3 separate regions of the Gossypium hirsutum genome follow, and all the other regions are linked to region 3. Evidence: chromatin contacts called from public Hi-C data. All regions are on one chromosome and are shown on one strand. The core of a region is the stretch at or near the end of the contact, and the rest is flanking DNA. Distances in the headings are between cores, read along the strand shown.

What was found. Hi-C and Micro-C count contacts between places; a contact is called where the count stands out from the background.
Region 1: a Hi-C map of leaf shows a contact between it and region 3, with 2.2 times the contacts expected there. The contact joins the promoter of LOC107960334 here to the promoter of LOC107956978 in region 3. A contact is called at or near these places in 5 of 34 Hi-C or Micro-C datasets (callus, hypocotyl and leaf).
Region 2: a Hi-C map of leaf shows a contact between it and region 3, with 5 times the contacts expected there. The contact joins the promoter of LOC121203306 here to the promoter of LOC107956978 in region 3. A contact is called at or near these places in 11 of 34 Hi-C or Micro-C datasets (callus, fibers, hypocotyl and 2 more).

What each region holds. Positions count from the first base shown.
Region 1 is chrA05:54,447,962-54,452,445 of Gossypium_hirsutum_v2.1, forward strand. LOC107960334 reads right to left here and starts at 1,971. Exons shown (of 6, transcript XM_016896664.2): 1 at 1,446-1,971.
Region 2 is chrA05:54,596,775-54,601,738 of Gossypium_hirsutum_v2.1, forward strand. LOC121203306 (proline-rich receptor-like protein kinase PERK12) reads right to left here and starts at 1,761. Exons shown (of 4, transcript XM_041112487.1): 1 at 1,309-1,761; 2 at 1,065-1,226; 3 at 523-910. The coding sequence starts at 1,127. The coding sequence ends at 593.
Region 3 is chrA05:54,930,303-54,934,748 of Gossypium_hirsutum_v2.1, forward strand. LOC107956978 reads right to left here and starts at 3,168. Exons shown (of 2, transcript XM_041112579.1): 1 at 2,643-3,168; 2 at 1,628-2,098. The coding sequence starts at 3,143. The coding sequence ends at 2,006.

The DNA of each region.
Region 1 (4,484 bases), core at 721-3,220, 480 kb before region 3:
AAATAAAAGTTCTCCTTCCAAAGATTCTGAAATTTTCGGTGGAACAGCGGATAGCACTTAGTTTTGTTACTCTGCCGCTTCATTTTTCTTAAAATACCCATATTTGGCACATTTTTGGATATGGGTATGGAAATACAATCCCTCAAGACTTCATAAAGAAAAAACTGAATGCACCTTTATCCGAGTCAGAGTAACAAAGGCACTTAGGTATCAATTTCTTGAATGCAACTAAGTACAGGATGAAAGGTATACATAGAACAAAAGCTTATCTATCAAGGTTAAATGTAAAATTGTCATTCTATGCTATGTTACTCGGATTCAGGTGAGAGTGATGGACAAGTATGTGTCCTAGACACATGATATTCATTTTCTCTACATTGTTCCATTTATTTGGGAGGTCTTTGGAGGATCATATCATCATTCTCATCACCAAAATTATGTCCGACACGGATATCAATATTTCAACAAAAGTTAAAAGAGTCGGAGCAAAATAGATCCTATTTACCAAAGATAAGAAAAAACAGATCCTTAGTTAAACTAGCAAATCACACACGCTACACTCTTTAGGATTTATGTGTTGTATCTGTAACCTAGGACCTTCGGACATAAACATAAGTAAGAAATCATATTTGGATTCAGTGTTCAGGTTGGATCAAAAACATTACAAAGTATCTTTAATTTCATCTATATTACTTGGATTTGGTGTGACCGTCGGACGTGAGTATACATCCAATACAAATATGTTCAATAGTTTTCCAAGATTTTCATGTATTTAGAAGATCTTATGAGGATCTATACACTCTACCAGTGTCTAAATATGCGACAAATTCGGGTGACAAACATGGTTTAATAAAAAATAAGAGTCATGGCAATATAGCTTTTCATCAGCTGGTTAACTGAAAGTACACGTCTCAAAGAAAGTATACGTTTACAAGGAAACCTTGGAAAGACTCCCGCAATCAAATTCAACCAACAATAATCCCCAAATACAAACCCTTGAAACAATTAATCAAACAAAGCTAATCTCCTAAAAAAATGCCACATAAAAGATTTATGCATAAATGAAACTACGACAATTTCTTAGCAGTAACTGGTTCTCAGCAAAATCCAAGATCAACTACAACCGCAATCCATCAAATAGTATGTTTTGAAACAAGAAATTGAATATTTGAATTCAAATTTCATTTGTTATATAAACTATGAAAATATGAAATTCAAGATCATAATTATCTACATGTATTTCAAATTCACCACTCCAAAAATCGACAAATTATATTTATTATAAGTTTTTATCATCGAATTTGCACCATTTTAAAATCTGAAATCCAAATTCCCAGGCCAGCCTAAAATGTTCTGATAAAAAGATAAAGGCGTAGAAATCTAACAACACTGGCAATGAAAAATTAATTTAAAGAAAAAAAGAGAGAAAAATGGGTTCAACTTACAATGTGAATCTGGCGACAAGAATATTCATTCCAGTTGAGATTCCACGTGAAAAAAAATCAGTAGTTTAGGCAATAGGAAATTGTGAGTTGAAAGCTTTTTGCTTTTGCTTCAGAATTATAGAAGTTAAGCGACAAAACAGTTGAAGCACATGAAACACGCAATTAATTTAAAGGCGGCAACGAGCTTGGTCTTCAGAATAATCAACCCCCAGAAACGGAAGATTCCTGTAAAACACGTCTAAATTCTGGACGGTGATCTTAATTTATTAATTTGAGACCCTCCTTTTTAATAGGGTTCCATTTTTATATGGATAATCTTTTACTTCTGTATCTTGGGGTTTTAGACTTCACCACGTGTCCACTTTCCCTTTTCCTTTTCAATAAATATAAATAGGTACACTTTTCCAATTATAATTTTTTTTATTTTATATTTAAACTAAAAAATTTTACTATTTAAACAGTTGGATCATTTTAATTTTTCTTTTCTTTCCCATCCCACCTCTCCCACCATCGTACTCACTCCCTCACCCCATTCAAGGGATGAAAAGTTGCTGCTCTTTTTATTCCAAAAATTAAATTGAAATAAATTTTTGGAAGATTTTTTTTTAATTTTTATTTTGTGTTTATTTAGAAGAAACAAAGAAGATAAAAAAAAATGGGAAATTAGAGATAAAGAGAGCAGCAGAGGCATTTTGGATGGTTTAAAAAATGGGAGGTCCGGTGGGGGAGGAAGAGAAGGAGAGGGATGGGGATTCTTGTTTTATTTAATATTAATATTAATATAAAATTTAAATTTATTATTATATTTTTAAAATAATATATATATAGTTTTTAAATTTTTTAAAATTAAGATTAAATTAAAATTATTTTTATTTTGAGGATTATTTTTTAAAATTATAATTAAATTAATATAATATGTAAAAGGTAATATTAAATTTATTATTATATTAGTTTTTCAACTATCACGTTAATTTATTGATTGTGACTTTAACATAAATTATTAAAATTATCAAATTATATAATATGAGTGATTAAATTATAACTATTTAAAAAAAATTTAATAGTTAAATGATTGTGTGATCCGGAAATTTAAAACCCCATAAGTTTGCTATGATAACACCTGTCCTTGTTGAAGTGTATTGAATTGGTGGACTGATTTTGATTTGGGGCAAGTGGGTTTCATATAATGATTTTATTGTTTTACATCTAAGCAAGCTGAGGCCCTACGTCTGTTATTCATTCCAAACAATTGGGGGCTTAATTATCTAGAGTATGATAATCATTATTGAAATTTGTTGAATTTTGATGATCTAATAATGTTAGTTCCAAATAAAATTAAAGAAAATTTTCTTATTCAAAGGTTTGTTTTTTAGCAGGAAAGGATAGGATTAAGCGATTACATTAGATAAAACCATAATTAAGAGGAAATAGATATGTTGCGATCTCTTCCCGACAAGTTCATAACTGAAGCCAGTGGGGACCTAAATGAACGTATCAAAGAACTACCTATATCAACACATTTAGTCATGTGATCAGCTACACCATTAAGAGTTCTCAGGGATATGTCGGATACGAATCTCCCATTTCCAACACAAAACTTGATGTAACAGCCGTAGTTCCACTAAACTACAACTAGCTCCTCCACCAGACAAAAGTAATTCAACCAACAAAGCAGTATCACACTCAACTTCAACTTTCAGAAACCTTTTATCCCAAGCTAAGAATAATCCTTCCAACATCACTCTTGTTTCAACTTTAAAGACTGACTCGTTATCAAAACTCATCGCATATCCCTATAACTAATTTGCATTTGAATCTCTAAGAACACCCCCAATAGAAACCCTTCGTTCTAAATTCGACACAGCCCATCTGAATTGAGTTTTATCCAACTCGTTACAAGAGGAGTCCAACTCGAAACACTCCCATGGTCCCTAAAGATTTCATCTGCACATCCAAATCCTGATAACTCCTAGTCCACATGTAGCTGGTATCCACAATAGCTCTAATATTCCTGTGACTATTAGAGAACACACACTTCTTTCTATTATTCCAAAGTAGCCAACACAAGATTACAAACAGTATTTGCCACTCCATTTCTCCACAGTGAAGATTACCTTTATCCTGCAAGTTCCAAACTAACTATTCCTTCATTGGCAAAGAAAAGAAAATATTACGGGCTTACCGGGAAACCACTATTCGCCATAAAGTCTTACAAAAAATGCAATCCCGAAAAGCATGAATCCCTGTCTCCAAACTATCCGTACACAAAGGACAAAGACCATCCTTTGTCATATGCTTATGTCTTCTCTCATTATTTATCAATAATCTATCATGCCATAAAATCCATAAGAAACCACGTACCCTTTGAGACGCCGTAAGTCTCCAAATCATCTTCTAAATAGCAGCATCATTAGAAACTCGACTAAAGAGATTCTTATAAGTCATAAATGATGAGAACCATCCTTTTCCATTCATTTCCAAGCCAAGCAATTTGTCCTGCAGCATCAGATGGGAGTATGATCGCTGCGATCTGTTGAATAATGGGGAATAGAACGAGATTAGTAAGACAATCCTAATCCCAAAGACCATTCTCAGTCATTAAGTCACAAATGTGCAATGTATTATCAGGTTGATTTGATCCTCTAAGAATATCTCGTAACGGACCCATCTGCCTAACCCATACATCATTCAAAAAATTCATCATACGACCATCGCCAATTGACCAAAAAACATTACCCATAACTTCTAGCCTAACCCGTGTTAATAACTTTCATATGAATGAACAATTGCTTCAAGAGATAGAGGTTGGAAGTGCCCCTTGTATATTATATTTCTTCCTTAATACCTGAACCTATAGAGGCTTAGTATTCGCAAGCAGATCGTAACCAAGCTTCATTAAGAAAATCTTGTTCTGATCACATAATTTTTGCAAACCTAGTCCACCACTATCCAAAAGCCGACAACAATCTTTCCAAGAAAGAAGCGTAATTTTCCTCGTATTATTAGTTGTTCCCCAGATGAAATTACGAGCAAGTCCTT
Region 2 (4,964 bases), core at 511-3,010, 330 kb before region 3:
CTTTTTCCTACATATCAACTTCTTTTCTTTCTAGTTTATATCTGATATTTGTGCTTCACATCCATAAATAGCATAATCAATCAGCAGCATGTCAGAATCATTCAACAATATCATGTGATGCAAACAGCTAAGTATTATCCCGGATGCATGTTGCTGACAGATTGCTAGAGATTACATGTTCAAGAGACCTTAGGCACGCAATATCCTCAGTGGGTTAACTAGATAGGGATTTGAATTAAAAAGTTGAATTAGGGTATGTTACTTGGATTCGGGTGTTAATGTTAGACATGGTTGTGTATCCAACAATATCGACACCAGTATGCTCATTTTTTCTCAATGTTTTATGTACTTGAAGTTCCTTGAAGGATCATACTATTCCCGTGTTTGGATATGCCTTCTGACACAAAGGTCAAATACAGCAAATAGTAAGAATTTTGATTAATATGTGGATTTTAAAATGTACTGAGAACTTTCACGAGATTGTTCACCTGATACACCTTAGTTACCTATGTTAGAACTTACCCTTTTTACAAGCTTTCTCGAGCTGGTGGTCGGAACCAAAGGGAGTGTGAACAACTCAGGCAATAGACATTTATCTGAAGCGACCACTGCCATAGTTCCTTGAGCCATCACTATAGCTACCACTTGATGATGGTTTAGATGCTTGAGCTTGGGATTCACCGGAACTATACCAGGACTTCCAGGAACTCGGCTTTGCACCTGATGATTCCCCAGAAATGTGATCATCACCATACATATCATAATCCGAACTGTTGCCACCGCCGAATTCCATCCTCCTGAACTTGGTAATTTCTTCACTGTACTGGCTGGAATCATATGCAGCGCTCTGTCCGAATTTTATGCCATTAGAAAGATCGGGATCTCCCTCGAAATCCAATACTCTTACCACCTATAATATGTTCAACAACTATATTCATTGCCGACATTCACCAAGATTGATTAATAAACACAATAGAATAAAAAAAAAGAAAAAAAAGCATGGAAGTGTGGAAAACCAAAACAACAGTGGGAGAAGGGAAATAGGTGGAGATTGAGAAAATTACGAGCGCCATGCGGGGCCGCTTTGCAGCAGAATGCCGAACGCATGCAGCAGCTGCCTCAATCATCCTGAACAATTCGATCTCTACCTAACGCTTGTCAAGTTGTGGATCAATTAATTCACCAAAATTGCCTGTTTCAAGGGCTTGAATCAGGAGTGGTCGTGCCTGCCAATATCATAGGGACACCTCAATTTATAATTATAAATACATCAACTTTTAGATAAAAAGTTAATTGGATGATCCATACCCATTCGACCAAGCTCTCATCCCCCAAAGGCAGAGTTGGATCAACGGGTTTACGCCTAGTTATAAGTTCTAAAAGCATAACCCCAAATGAGTAAACGTCTGATCTATCCGTCAACTTTCCACTCGATGCATACTCTGGTGCCAGGTATCTGATGAAATGCCGAAATGAAGAATACCGATAGAAAGCATAAAACCTTTAAACTCGATTATCAGCATATAACAGGTTCTAAAGTCAACAGGTTACAGGGACGACAGAAAAGGTTGTGAGAGAATCCGAACCCCAACAAAGAGCCCATCAGCTGTTGAAACCATGACCTACCCGAATGTACCCATAACTCGAGTTGAAACATGGGTTTGACTTGTGTCGATAAGTCTCACAAGTCCAAAATCTGCAACCTGTACTCAACAAGTTAGTGCTTACATTCTAATGCTACCCTTCACGCTGAAAGATAACAAAAGAAAAATATAAATAACTAGATTATATTATACACGGGGTGAAGAAAATTATATTAAAAAATATGTTCAATAAATGAATTTTTGAATTTATTTTGACAACTTTGAACCCAATTAGGTAAATCTTTATTTTAAGTTTAAATTGCTTCTTTTTAAAGATAGAAAGACAACAACATTCTCAAGATAAAAATTCTTTTTAATTATTTTACAATTAAGTTGGTTTGATAATGTTTTTAGATATAAATATTAAAATTATAAATAAATTTTGATATAATTTGCAATGTTATACATTAATTTTAATTTAGTCTATTTGTATAATCAAACTTTAATTTTGATCTAATTTTTACATTTTGTTAACCCTATTACTTATGTGACAGTTTTTTATTAAGTCATGTGAACAGATAAATTTAAATTATTTCCACTTCGATTTAAAAAAAAATCTTGAGGATGTAAGAATTATTTTTCTCAAGTGTGTTTATTTTTTAATCTATGTGAAAATATTTTAAATTTGTTTGTTTGTTTTTAACCTAATAAAATATGAGATCAACAATTTAAATACGAGTTAATGAAAAATTGTGCCATATAGATTATAAGGTTAGTGAAATGTGAAAATTGAACTAAAATTAAAGTTTAAAATATACATTCGTACCTAATTAAAATTGATGTATAATATTACAAATTGTATCAAAATTCATATATAATTTTAATATATTTTTTTATTTTACCGTAGTTTTTAAAGAGTAAAAAGAAGCATAGTGAGCTAATAAGGAAGGTTGTTTATCCTTTTGAAAAAATGTTTAATTATTAAATCAACTTTATAAATATATTGTATGAATTTATAATATGATTTTTAACTAATTTTTCAATCAAATAGTGTTATTGAATTAAGGGACGGTGATGGTGGCCATTGTACAAGGTCTCCTCTTTCTACTTATCTCTTTATATACTTTTCTTAGTTAATTAATAATGTTTCATAACAATCGAGAGGACCTTATTAAAAAAAATAAACATGAGAACATGTAACAATTAACAACGTAAGAACTCAACAAATATAAATTGAAAAAAATCTACAACAATCAACAAGCATGAATCCTACTATAGATATTGAAAACAAATGGAATTTAAAAAAAAAAATCTTTCAATGCAAGAAGCCACAAAAGCAATATGAAGGCACAACTAGAAATTGAAAATATTAAACTTTACCTAATTGGAGATGAGGGTGAATGTCTAGAATAGTGTGGAGTTAAAATTGGAAGCAGAAGGTTAGGGATTTTGGTTTTCAAACTTACGAGAAGAAAAAAAAAGAAGAAAAAAATTGATTTTTGTCTTAAAATATAATAAAAAAGATTATATTGATAAATATAATAAAAATAGAAGTTAATTTTGTTTTAAAATTTAGATTATGCCCATAATATTAGATTATCTAAAAAAGAGATCGTAATGAGATTGTACACTATATTATGAGATGAAAGGTGAGATTATGAATGGTTGGAATATTGAAATCTAAATGTCATAATCTCTATGAGATTCCGGACCGTAATTTTATATTTGACAGACGTCCCCTAAGTGTTACAAAACTTAATCAAATGTATTATATATAGTGTGAGTGTGTATATATTAAATTATTTTACACTCATAAATATATTTATAAACAATTTAAGGTAAAAAAAAAACTATTGACATTGTGGTAAGAAATGGTAAAGTTAGGCTTTGGAATCTTGTTATCTTGTGTTTAAATTTCACCATCTTTATTTTTTAGATTTATTTTGGGTTTAGAAAGTTTTTTATATATAATTTTTATATTAAAAGATGAAAATATCATCATAATAATATTTATTTTTTGGTATATTATAATAATATTTTCCATTTTTAAAAAAAATTATTTTATGTCTTTTTAATTAAATTGATGCTTGAATAATTTATAACATCAACTCAATTAAAATTTTAATAATATATATAGATATATATCCAGCTGTTAAGTGTATGCATAAGTAAATGAAAGGAACTTGACATATGAAATAAGATTTAACTTGCCTGTGCTTCAAAATATTTATCCAACAAAATGTTTGCTGACTTACCGTCTCTGTGAATAATTTTTGGATAACCTGAAAAATATACCACATAGTTCGTAAGAAATTAACACTAAAATAAGTTAATTAATTTAATTTATATATTATTTTTTTTATCAACAAAACATGTCATATCTATCACTTTATTATTATTGTTATATATATATATTGTTAGTTTATAGAAGCTTCATGCACTTGCCTTGAAATCCAACAATAATTAATTGAAAATATCTGTCATCACCTAACTCTGGTTTAAATATAAAAAATGTATATATAATGAAATTATTGGTTCTTGCTTTGCTATAAATAATCTGATTTATTTTAAATTTATACTCGATAATCTAAATGTTATATTTTTAATTATTATGATAGGGTTTTATGGCAACCGTGTAACATTCGCATCATTTGATATCATAATTTTTATTATTATTATTTTTGAATCAAGTTAATCTATTCTTATTTATTTTTTTATATTTTATTTTTGTGTCAATTGCATTATTTGATTTTGGATTAAAAGGTTTGATCTCACTAGTGAACCTTGTGCTTCAGAACTTAGGAAAAGTCAGAACTTAGGAAAAGTTAGTTATAATGACAAAGATATGAACATGCTTATAAGTTGTTGTAGGATGATTGTTGGAGATAAGTGAGTTGATGAATTGGATTATGGAACCAAGGTGGTCATCATGTTGTAGATTTAAGGATGAAGATTGTGACAAACATTTTATTCACAAACTTGGCCACTTGCTTCAACGTACAAGTTTTAGTGGCTCCAATAGAAGAATACTGAATTAGATTCTTCGTAAGGTATGCTCTATTAAACCAATTTTCTCATTCCAATAGAATCCTTGTAGTTATATGCACATGCTCCACCAGAATAAGGGCCAGTTTGGCAATGCTTTTGAAAAGTGCTGTATAAAAGTACTTTTGAGAAGTGCTTTTGAGAAGTGCTTTTGAAAAGTACTTTTGAAAAATTTAAGTGTTTAGTATTGCTGTCAAAAAGTGCTTTTAAGAAGTAAAATGTCTATTTTAGACATGATATTATAAAGTAATAAATATGTATTTAAATAATGTTTAAATTAGTTAATATTATGATATTTTAGCAAAATATAAAAATAATTTATTATAACTTATTATT
Region 3 (4,446 bases), core at 1,918-4,417:
GGAAAGCAAAAGGAAAAAAGTTTTGGGGAGAAAGTAAAAGGAAAAAAAATTTGTGGGTTTGGAGGGAAGTAACAGTTTTGGGGAGAAAATAAAAGGAAAAAAGTTTTGTGGAAAGTAAAATTTTTAAGAAAATAAAAGGGAAAGAAGTAATTTTTTAAGGGGAAGTAAAAGTTTTAGGGAGAAAGTAAAAGGAAAAAAGTCTTGGGAAGAAAATAAAAGGAAAAAAGTTTTGAGGGTTTAGGGGGAAGTAAAATTTTTGGGGCAAAATAAAAGGGGTTGGGGTGGGGAAAGAGAAGTAAAATGGTTTGGTATTTGGTTTATTCGAATTATTCGAGTTATTCACATTCAAAAATTCAACTCAATTAAAACTCGAAATTCAAAAAAATTCGAGTTGATTCGATTAACTTGATTAATTCGATTTGAATAGTTAAAACTTCAAACCATTTTTTCGAGTTGAATCGAATTTTGCTTACCCTTAATGACGAAGAAATATCATGGCTTTGGCTTTGTTTTAGTTGGATGGCTCATTACCTTGTATAATTGTATTCTCAAAACATTTAGCATTTAGATGATTTTAAACATTAACAATACTTTGGTTGGCTATAATGAAATAGGGCTGTAATGGAATAGAGCTGTAATAAGTAATTCAACTGTTTAGTTGAATGGAATGGAATAGAACTGTAATAGTATTCTTGTGTTTGATTGAATGGAATGATGTTGTAATAGCATAAGGAAAAAAACTAAAATGACCAGAATATCCTTAGCAGAATTTTTTTTAAGGTAGATGATTATTGTTATTGTTATTAAATTTTAATAAAATTATTATTGAAAATAATTTAATAAAAATAATAAATAGTTTAACCATATTTTAACATAATTATTATTAAATATAATTTAATAACATTCTTAATATAATTATTATTATATGAATTAAAAAATCAAAATATATAATACTATAAAAAATATATATATAAATATATATATAATACAAGCAACCCCATTGGCAATGAACATACACATGAATTCTATGCTTGCTATGTCACACTATGAAAATGATAACAAAGATGATAACTTGAGATTGAAAGTTTTAGAAATGGAGAAGATATAACATATCAAATCGAGAAATTTATTATTCAAAGTTGGATGCATACAGTGCGGACTATGTTATGAACTTGCTTAGGGCCTAAGCTCTCTTTTCTATATAAAAAAGAATGAGTTCGATGTATATTGTGGTTTTTTCTTAGTAAAACTGAGATTCACAAAGATCATTTTACTAATCTAAACTGTAACCATTTTAATAAACTAAAAAAAACAACAACTTGTCTGACCTTTTTTAACAGTTGCTCAACTAATTATAATTCCATAACTTCAAACAAAAACAAATTATAACTCCATTAAAATTAAGAGTCAAAGTTAATAACTTGCAGAACCCAATCCACAATATTAGCAGGTTTTTTGCATGGACAAAACCCAATTTCTATATTTAGTTAACTTATTGAAAATATATTAGAGAGAGCGAGAGAGAGAGAAAATCTGCAGAAACCCCATTTTTATTGTCGATTTCTTATCCAACAAAAGTGTTTTCTTTTTTCATGGAAATTCAAACATCGAATCATCAAACATATATCCACTGCAAAATTTTTCATTGCAAGACAGCTTAAACACAAAAGAATCCTCAGATATGTATGTTCAATAATAATAAAGCACTTAAAGTTTCATTATTCCAATGTTTGTATCGATCCAAAAGGCTTCACCTTTTGCCCTTTATATCCAAAACTAAAGTATCTTTGGTAATAAAATTGGTGTGTACCTTTGACCTAAAACATAATATGCTGCTTCTTACCCTCGACAAATAGGATCATTGTTGTCTATTCTGTTTCAATATCTCTTGCTCCTCTCTTGTCTCGTCCTTCAAGGCTATCAGTAGTCTCTTCCTCGAGGCGATCTGGGTTGTACTTTCCCATAAGCAGGGTCAATTCCTTTTCAAACCCTTCCTCAAGCTCAATCAGCTCTTCCCAATACTGCTGTGTGATTGCCAACCTTCGGTCTTGAGGAAACTACGGAAGAACCAACACAGAAGAAGGCTGAATGGAAGAACCTAATCAAGGAAAAGGAGGAGATGGTAAATCACTGTAGATCAATGGCTAAAGTAAAGATAGGCTGCAGAAGGAAATTCTAGAGGCAAAGAGAACTGTATATAGTGCACTAGTCAAAACTACAATGATCAGCTAATAAAAGAAAAAATGTATATAGTGCACTGGTCAAAACTACAGGCTTTTCTTGTAACAAACAATCCCATTTAAACAAAGACTCACTAACTCAAAACATAACCAAAGATTCCCATCACTAAAATCACCACCAACAATTTGCCTCTTTAAACATACTAACAAACTATCAATTCCTGTAGCAGAAACATCAATCATTTCTTTAACCCAAATTAATTGTTCCTTTACCGAATCAACAAGCTTTCCATACAATTTATTAACAATTCCAACAAGTAAACTTTAAAGCAACTTATACCTATCAATGACAATAGCATGTAAGTGCTTAATAGGGTTCGATTAAAACAATACTCTTGGGGATCTGGGATAGTTAACGAAAAAGGGGGTCTTAATTTCGATTGAAGAAGGTCAAAAGCTTACCTTGTCAGTGAACTGCTTCACTCGATTCAGCACCGATTTAACATCTGGGTGTTGGATTGTTAGCCCTTTCCTTTCATACCGAAGTCGGATTTTCTTGAGAAAACTGAGAAATCTGGATTTCAAGCTGTGTTTTTGTTGAGAGAAAATTGAAACTGTTGACCCTGATTTTAGCCGGAGCACGAGGATGAATTTGTGGAGGCTAAGAGGACTGTTCGCTGGTAGGTAAAAATTTGGTGGCTTTTGATTTGAAGTTGAATCTAGGTTCAAGCTTAGATAGGGTTGGAAATGATGCTTCGGACGTGAAAAAGAGGGAGAAGGTTGGAAGGAAATGGGAATCAGAGGTTTAAAAAAAAGAAGAAAATGCTCAGATGAGAAAGAAATGAGAAGGGTAAAGATGAAAACTTTTAATGCTGAATTGGTATTCCGTGGGGGGAGGCATGAATTGTAAACGGTGATTTTGCCTTGAATAAGGCTGTAATGAATAGGTCTGTAATAGCCCATTCAGCCAACCAAACAATGTAATAAGGTTGAGCCCAAGGAATAGGGCTGTAATGCTAAACCATTACAGCCAACCCAACAAGCTATAAGTGTGTAACAACTGTTTTTCAGTGGTACTAGAAACCGTGGTTTTGAAATCTCATTTTTATTAATATTTATGATTTTATTATTGTATTATACTGATTTTTGGTCTAGTAATTTTATTACACGGTTAGTAATTAGGGTATAATGGCTAAATCATAATAATTGTAAAAGTTAATTACATTTGATTTTTAAGTGTTAAAGGCTTAATTAGTAAACATGCAAGGATTTACATAGCAATTATGCCATGTCCTATTATAGTGGATGGTTGGAGCATGTATTTTGACTTTGTTTTGTTAATTATTAAGTTAAATGAATAAAATGATAATAATAACAGTAAAAGAAAAACCTAAGCGAAAGGAAAGAGAATTTTTATTGTTATATTTCTCCACTATTTAAACTCCGTTGAAGAAGAGAATAGAAAGCTTCGAACTCTCCTAAGGAATCAACCCTTGCATATAAGTCTTATTTGAGTCTGTTTTTCATAAATTTTATGTTTTTGAGATCATTTGTGACAGCCCTAAATTGACCCTAGTCGGAAAGTGGTTTCGGGACCACAAAACCGAGTCATGAAAATAATTAACCGTTATATTTGATGCTTATTATATGTATATAGGCATGTGTGAAAATTTCATGTTTGAATTTTGTTAATTGTAAGTGAATTTTGCTAAATAGGACTTGTGTGAGAAAATTTAGAAATGTGCTAGGCAAATGTTAAAGTGGCCTATTGATGCATGTTAGAAAATGTTTGTCCTTGCATGTCAAATTACCCAAAACTTAGGATGGTGGCCGGCCATGCTATGGGTTAAAATGTATTATAAACATTTTATGTTAGTGTTTTATGTTAGGAATAATAAAATAAAGAACATGGGTAATAAAATAATAGTGGTTAGTAGGAGGAGAAACAAAAAAAAATTAGCTAGGTTGCTCCTCCATTGCCGTGAATTAAAGGAAGAAAACAAAGAAAAAAAATGTTCATCTTTAACATCCCTGGCCGAAAATGCTAAGAAGAAGGGGGAAGGGGAAGTAAAATATTTGGCCACTCCTTCTAGTCTTGAATAAGGTATGTAATTCATGGTAGCTTTTGGAATTGTTGAATGTATTAAGCTAGTTACTAAGTCCCTTAGTTAGCCCATGTTCAAATTTTGAATCTTGTTGGTAACATGAGCAATCGGTCATGAGAAAATGTTCAAGAAATGGTTGTTGCTCATGTTATTTGGATGAG